Linked DNA regions of Mus musculus: region 2 is linked to region 1. The links are chromatin contacts, called in public promoter capture Hi-C maps. All regions are on one chromosome and are shown on one strand. Each heading gives the region's core, a stretch centred on a gene start, on an enhancer-like site or on the middle of the called end of the contact. The rest is flanking DNA. Distances are from core to core; before and after follow the strand shown.

Evidence for each region. Promoter capture Hi-C pulls out the DNA fragments that hold promoters and counts their contacts.
Region 2: a promoter capture Hi-C map of liver shows a contact between it and region 1, with 4 times the contacts expected there. The contact joins the promoter of Gemin6 here to the enhancer-like site in region 1. A contact is called at or near these places in 7 of 39 promoter capture datasets (the 3T3-L1 cell line, 3T3-L1-derived adipocytes, the HPC-7 cell line and 3 more), 1 of 484 Hi-C or Micro-C datasets (B cells) and 1 of 115 datasets of contacts at active chromatin or transcription factors (embryonic stem cells).

The regions. Positions count from the first base shown.
Region 1 is chr17:78,992,741-78,996,802 of GRCm38.p6, forward strand. All of the region lies in intron 2 of Prkd3 (protein kinase D3), which reads right to left. All of the region lies in intron 5 of Gm41622 (a long non-coding RNA gene), which reads left to right. Among named protein-coding and RNA genes, the nearest start is that of Gm41622, 11 kb to the left of the region's middle. Within about 2 kb of position 2,546, at least 79 of the 459 cell types and tissues checked have an H3K27ac peak or open chromatin away from gene starts, as enhancers often do. A contact at or near this core is called in the HPC-7 cell line and liver, where this site is marked.
Region 2 is chr17:80,222,320-80,226,252 of GRCm38.p6, forward strand. Gemin6 (gem nuclear organelle associated protein 6) reads left to right here and starts at 2,132. Exons shown (of 3, transcript NM_026053.4): 1 at 2,132-2,351; 2 at 3,302-3,445. The coding sequence starts at 3,321.

The sequences.
Region 1 (4,062 bases), core at 1,296-3,795:
AACTGTGGCGAAACAAAAAGTTTTTATGAGAAACTTGTCTCATAAAAATCTCATGCCAACTAACTTCTGTCAGTGGAATGTCAGATAAGGTAGGAAGCTTACGAAACTTTTATTTTACTTGGCAAGACAGCATTTGCATGTTAACAAACAACATCAGAATTCAATATTATCTGAGTGAATTATTTACCTATCATTAGGCATTTTTAAAAGGTAGTATAAAAATGAGAAACCCTTGGAGTTTTAGGACACATATATTTTTGTTTTCATATAAGTGAGTGAAGTATACTAATTTTAGAGGCTGACACACGAATGCATATATGGGATACTAAATTGATTTTTAAACTTGAGACCAAGTACATCTTTACAGTACATCTTTAAGACTTATTCGGAATGACAGTAAACACATGCTAGGATGTTCTCTTTCCAGGTTTCCTCAGACTCCCGGAGAACCCAGAGCTTAGTTATTTAACTAGCACTTATTAAAAATTCTGTTGGTTATTCTGTAGAAACAAGACTAACATTCATTTAGCACCAATTCTGGAAAGCGCTCAACCATAGGGAAGAATTCCAATGATAATTTTCATTTAAAGCCAAAGTCACTAGTCTAGACGAGTCAGCGAGAACGGACTCACCAGGGACCTGAACTGATTCTTCCCCGCAGGTCTCCGCAGGTCTCCAGTTCACGTGCTCAACTTAACCCCACACGTCTGACATAAACCAGAGAAGTCTTTTTCTTTTTAAAATACACTTTCTCCGCTTGTTTTGTAAGTAGTTCTGAATTGTCTTTAACTTTAATGCTTGGACTTTCCCTCTTTTAGCTAAGATTGTAACCTGAATGTACAGCAAATTAACTTTCCCATCATCAGTTTAAGTATTTAGTAATGACTGCCCAACACTATTTAACCTAGATAATATGTGTGTATGTATCTACATGTATATGTATATACATGCACACACACACACACACACACACACACACACACATATATATATATATATATATATCTCAGAAAGATTAGAATGTCGCCAAGCCACTGCAACACAGCTGTAGTAGAGAGAATGGGGAAAGAAAACAACACAGAATGACAACTCTGTCCTAGAAAACAAAAGACACAGCTGGGGTTTTCATCCGCTATGACAGAACTGAAAATTACAACCAACTCATGTCTACAGAGACAATGGATCCATTCATTCAGACAGACCAAATCACCCCTCAAGTACACTGAATATTTGGTCTTCAGATCTAGTATTTAAATGATCAAAACTAAAGCCAAGTATTTTAAATCACCTAAAAACAGACAGAATTTCAATTTTACTAAATGCCATTATAACTCAAATGAATTGCTTTCTACCAACTTCCTTTCTCATTCCAATTACATCTAGTTTTTTCATTCAACAAACTAATAGCAAGAGTAGCTTTAGAGGGTATTTTTTAAGCCTCTTATCAATATGAAATCAAGTAAACATGGGAGCTAACATCCACTAGGTAGTCATCACATACCAGACACTGTGAATAAACTCTCCCAGTTTAAATAAACACGTCAGAACTAAAATTAAAAAAATATGTATGTATATATGGTTTTGTTGACATACGGCAACTAAATGCTGCAACTTTGATGTTCACTAAAGTTTTAAAACATCTATAGAACCAAGGATCTTTCTAAATTTAGAGTCTTTGAAGCCACAGGTATGTTTTCTGAGCATTATGGCCCAGGACTGCACTAAGAACTTTCTTTTTAATCACAACAACTCTTTATAAAGGTTTATCATAGGCTTGTAATGTGACGCTCAGCTGGTCTGGCTGACACACTTCGCCTGGCTCAGCCCCACTTCTACTGCTGCCAGACTGCATTCTAAGGTCTGACTGTCTTCCGGGTCCCACGACTTCCCTGGGGCTTCCTGCAAACACACCTTCTCTTCAGTATATACATCCCTAGAAGGTAGAAATCACACTCGTGTTCATTTTGCTTTGTAAACTATGAATCACTAGGAATCTAGGAGTTTGAGGGCAGCTCGGTGGTAGAGTACACGCTTAGCACGCACAAGGCCCTGGGTTCAATCGCCAGCGCCCCATATATACACATGTTCTTACACAGAAGAAGGAAAATGCCCACTATTTGCATGACCTTGTTTTTAGTATAAAAGCAAATAAAATGTGTTCTGTACTAAATGTTTACTGAGAGTAAGGTATTTCTGAGGAAAGACACGAAGAAGCTAGCACTGACCTCAATGTAATACGTTGGAAGACTTTCAAAGCTTAAAAAAAAAAAAGGAAGCTAAGTTTTGGCTTATGCTAACAACAACAACAAAAGAAACTCCACCTCACCCCACCCTCAGGATGTGTCATGAACCTGGATGAAATTCAAAAAGTGACCTCTTTTGGTCATATCTAAGTTTTAAACAAAACTCAACTAAAAATGATTTACTAGCTAAAGGGATTTCTTGGGAGAAAAAAAAAATCTTGCTGTTGATGCTGATATAGTCTGTCAGCGTTTAAGCAGGTTTGTGCTTAGCACAGTCTGTGAATCGCTTGTACTTCATGAGATTCAACCACACTCTTCAGTATGCCGCCAGAAACTATTCTGTCTTTACTCCAGTTGCACACACAGTTCCTAGTCTGTAGTCCTTTAAAAACTCGACCTTAACCATGTTCTGCTGTGCTTGTTTATGAATTTATTGAATCACCCTGTGAAATGTGTCATCTGCCCCAGTGTTTAGTGTGGTCAGTGTGTTTCTCCCCAACATGTGAGCCCTTTGTAGGGGGAGGGCACTGATCTTATCACACTTGCTGTGTTTTCCACGTTGCTTTTTGTCTTATTATTTTTATAGCTGACATTATGGTTTGCTGACCTAAGAGTGAGTTATCCTGGCACAGAGCACTCAGCCAGCTCCGTTTTATATTCATGCTCCTTTGACCCCAGTTTGCACATTTAACTTACTCCCTCTGGAGCTTACTGGGTAGAGGTCAGCATTAAGTCCCACCTGCACTTAAAACAGGTTTTCCAATGTCAATTTATGGGAAGACGATTCCCTTCAAAAGGTTTTCCTTTTTTCTTTTCTTCTTCTTCTTCTTCTTTTTTTTTTTTGCGTGACTCCTTTGCAGCACATACCTAAAATAAATGTCTCCCAGACTCCCTAACTCCTGCTTCAGTAGCACCAAACACCAATAGCTGCATCTCCCTTTCTATTTTTCAGATTTTTGAAATTAATGCTCTTGACGACTTTAGAACAACATCAGATAAATTTCTAACGAACAATGTCGAGGGGGGACCCAAAAAACAAAAGAAAAAACAACAAATAACACACAGGAAAAAAAATAAGATCTTTAACTTAAATAAAAATTATATACTATTTGTCCCTTTTAAAGATAAATCATTCATATTACCTTTAAAAAGACACTTTAAAATATTTTTTAACAATTTACTTTTTAATGGGCATTGATTGGTGTTTTGCCTGCATGTATTTCTGTGTGAGTGTCAGATCCCTTGGAATTGGAGTTACAGACAGTTGTGAGCTTCCATGTGGGTGCTGGGAATTGAACTGGGTCCTCTGAAAAAGCAGCCAGTGTTCTTAACCACTGAGCCATCTTTCCAGACCTAAAAATATTTTTTTTTAAAGTTTAAAATTTTATTATACTTGAGATAATTATCACTAAGTCCTATTCTTTTCTAAAAAGATTTTTAAAGATTCATTATTACTTTATTTGTTGTACGTGTGTCTGAGTGTATGTATAGTGTTTGAGTGTATGTGCAGGTATATAGTGTTTAAGTGTGTGTGAATGTATGAAGTGCTTGAATGAGTGTGTGTGTGTGTGTGTGTGTACATTATATGTGTGCTGGTCTGTGAAGAAACCAGGAGAGGGTGTCAGATTTCCCAGAGCTAGAAATATTGGGAAATAATCTCTAGTTCTTTGGGAGAGCAGCAAATACTCTCAACTGATATACCATTTCTCTATCCCCCTTTCCTCTATTATTATTTTATCTTATGTATATGGATGTTTTACTTGCATGTCTGTCTGTCTATGTTCCACATGTGTGCCTGGTGTTCTTGGAGATCAGAATA
Region 2 (3,933 bases), core at 882-3,381, 1.2 Mb after region 1:
TTTGCTTGCATGTATGTCTGAGCACCATATGAGCACCACTATGGTGGCTGGTGCCCCTGCTGGCCAAATGAGGGTGTCATCTCCTGGGAGTTTGACATTTTTGTATGCAGTCATGTGGGAAATCCCGGCTCTCTAAAGAACAGCCAGTGCTCCTAGCCACTGAACCATCTCTTTCCAGCCCCTTAATGTATTCTTTTTCTAGATCGGATTTTTTTGTTTCCTTCTGTGTGTGTGTAGGGCAACCTCAGGTGTCATTTTCAGGAAATACACCCACATTCTTTGAGACAGTGTCTCTTTGGTTCAGGATTTTACAATTAGACTAGTGAGCCCCACGGGTCCTTCTGATTCCACTTCCCAGCCATGAAATTGCAAATGAGCCATACCGGGCTTTTTTTTTTTTTTTTAATGGAGCCATTCCTAGCATTCATCAATATAATCTTGATGACTACTAAGCATATACATAAAGAAGAGACATTTCAATTGGCTGGTACTAATTGAGTGAATTAGAAAAGCTAGAAGCCGGGTGATGGTGGCGCACACCTTTAATCCCAGCACTTGGAAGGCAGAGGCAGGCAGATTTCTGAGTTCGAGGCCAGCCTGGTCTACAGAGTGAGTTCCAGGACAGCCAGGGCTACACAGAGAAACCCTGTCTCGAATTTAAAAAAAAAAAAAAAAAGCTAGAATAGTTTAAATATCTTGTATCTAGTTGCAACTGATTTTTAAATTTTTTTAATTTTTTTTTTTTTTTTTTTTTTGTAGCAGGGCTGGCCTAGAACTCACTATGTAGACTAATTGATCCCAAACTCCCTGCCTACCTCTGCTTTCCACAAGCTTGGATTAAAGTCCTATGCACCACATGTGGCCCAAATGCAACTTAAATTTCTGATAATTTGGACAGAGTAGGGACATGTCCTTGTTTCAAAAGGGGAAGAAAACATAAGCCAAACAGGTTTGCAGTAAAGAATGAAACTTAAAATGCAACTGAACAGTTGTCACAAATCAGTTGTAGATTTTTATTCTGTAGTTTTAAAGGTCAAACATTTTCTCCCACACTCTTAATAACTTGGAATTTACATTAGCTCTTGTAGCTTTATAGAGGGTTTTAACTGATAAACTCTAACTTAATCCATGAAATCTCATTAATATGAAGTCAATCATTCAATAAATGAAGGTTTTGGGAAGGATTATTTGATATGGAATTTCAAGTAGTAATTTTAAAAAACCGATTCATATTTAATGTTTCTGCTGCTTGGCTTGACAATCTTTTTTTTTTTTTTTTTTTTTTTTTTGAGACAGGGTTTCTCTGTGTAGCTCAGGCTGTCCTGGAACTCACTTTATAGACCAGGCTGGCCTCGAACTCAGAAATTCGCCTGCCTCTGCCTCCCGAGTGCTGGGATTAAAGGCGTGCGCCACCACGCCCACCTCTGGCTTGACAATTTTATAGCTCAGTTTTTGTTCATCGCCCTTGGTGGGTTTTTTTGTTGTAGTTGTTGTCTTGGCGGGGGAGAGGGTTGTTTTTTTCTCTTTTCAGTATAGGCAGAATCTTAGCATTTACTGCCTTGCACCACTTTTCAGTATCACAGTCTCGAAGATTCTGCAGTATGTCAGAGCCCAGTCAGCTACGTGCCCAGAAATCTGAAGCAGAAACAACATAATCCAGTGCTGCTTGGGAGGCAGAGGCAGGCGAAGTCTACAGAGTGAGTTCCAGGACAGCTAGGGCTACACAGAGAAACCCTGTCTCGAAAAAAAAAAAAAAAAAAAAATCCAGTGCTGATCTTCCCAACTTCACCACTGTTCTTGAGATTTACTGAGAACACGTCCCCAAAGGTGCACGCATTTTAACCGGCTCCAAAACGAGCTAGACCAGAATTCATGCCATTCACCTCGGCTTTTAGAGCCTTAAGGTTTACCCAGAGAGCTTTGTGTTGAATTCAGGGCAAAATCGCATTTTCATACCCCACTTAAAAAGCTTTGAGGTACGAACATTTTCCTCTTACAAAGATTTCTTGAGACGTTCACGGTGGCCAGGAGAACTCAAGTTCCCTTGGACACAACCTGCAGTGCAAGAACGGAGGCAAAGGACTACAGGATGGAGGATTCTGGGGGAAGGAAATGACGTCAGGAGCAAAGCATGCTGGGCTCAGGCGGGCCGACTCAAGCCCGCTCGGCGGCGTGTGAGCTAAGTAGAAATATAGCCAGGGTCTCTGCGGCGTTTCCCTGAGTCGTGCAGAGTTCTGGGTATGGCGGCCTCTGGACAGGACCTGGTGTTGGAGCTCTAGAGCTTCGCTAACGGGTCCTCAGCGCTTTACGAGAAAATTGGCGCAAAGCCCGTGGAGAGTCATCTAGAAAGAGTAGGTGGGAATCCGAGAACTCCGCATCAGTTATGTCTGTCAGGGGTTTAGGGCGAAATCCTTTTATCTAAGGAAAGCGGAACGGAAGTGGCTGCTTCTTCTTTTTTCTAAAAAAGATTTCTTTATTGTATATGAGCACACCACTGCTTTCTTCAGACACACCAGAAGAGGACATCGGATTCCATTACCGATGGTTTTGAGCTACCATGTGGTTGCTGGGAATTGACCTCCCAGTCGGTGCTCTTAACCGCTGAGCCATCTCTCCAGCCCCGAAGAGTTTGAGTTATCTACGGGCCAGGTTCAAAGCCAGGTTGAAAGCGGTATCCGGAATTGGGAGCAGAGGGTGGGACTAGACATGCCACAGGAGTTTTAAGAATTGTACCTGTGGCCATTCACTATTACCATCAGTCTGAATTATAAATACCCCTTCCCAGATATACTAAACAAAACATTCTCAAGAATTCTCCAAAGATAGTATCAGTTTCTTATACCCCAGATGGGCGTTTTGCTTGTTCTTCTGAGATCTGAGACGGCACACTATGTTACCAGGCTGGTCTCAGCACTACTAGTAGGTAGGGACTGTAGGTGTGAGTTAAGACTGGCTCTATGTATCAGTGCTTACTTGCATTAAGAAACTCGTTATTTTCAGGCAAATTACAGACTGCCTACAGAATGGCGATCATTAAGACATTTGCTTGGGCTGGTGAGATGGCTCAGTGGGTAAGAGCACTGACTGCTATTCCAAAGGTTCAGAGTTCAAATCCCAGCAACCACATGGTGGCTCACAACCATCCGTAAAAAGATCTGACTCCCTCTTCTGGATTGTCTGAAGACAGCTACAGTGTACTTACATATAATAAATAAATGAATCTTTAAAAATATTTTTAAAAAAAGACATTTGCTTGTGTGGAATATCCATAGTGATTAACCCAAATTGATAATGGTTCTAGATCTGGGCAACTGGTAACCATGAGCGAATGGATGAAGAAAAGCCCCTTAGAATGGGAAGATTACGTTTATAAAGAAGTGAGAGTGATAGCCTGTGAGAAGGAGTATAAAGGATGGCTTCTAACCACAGATCCAGTCTCTGCCAAGTGAGTATGCAACTTAATTTTGTGAAATGACAATCCTATGTACTGGCCCCGGATATCCAAGCTGAGAAGGCAGATCAATCAAAGACTGGTCATTCACACATAATAATTGCTTTTGAGCCTAACTGCTGCTGTTTTAACTATGGGATGCTGTAGCAAACTAAACATAGTTATAGGAATAGAAAAGAGAAATTCTCCCCTCTTCTAATTCTCCTTCCAGAGGGTCTCCTGTAGCCAAGGTTGGCCTTATTTGGCTATATAGTTGAAGATGATATTAAACTTCTGATTCATCTACTTCTACTTCTGAATGCTAGGACACCACACCCAACTTTATTTATTTTTTTAAAATAAGTCTCATATAACTCAGACTGGCCTCAAATTCATTATGTAGCTGAGGATAAACACGAATCCCTGATCCTCTTATCTCCACCATATCCAATTGTCAGGACTTGTCTCAAAAGGTAAAAAAAAAAAAAAAAAAAGGACTGAAG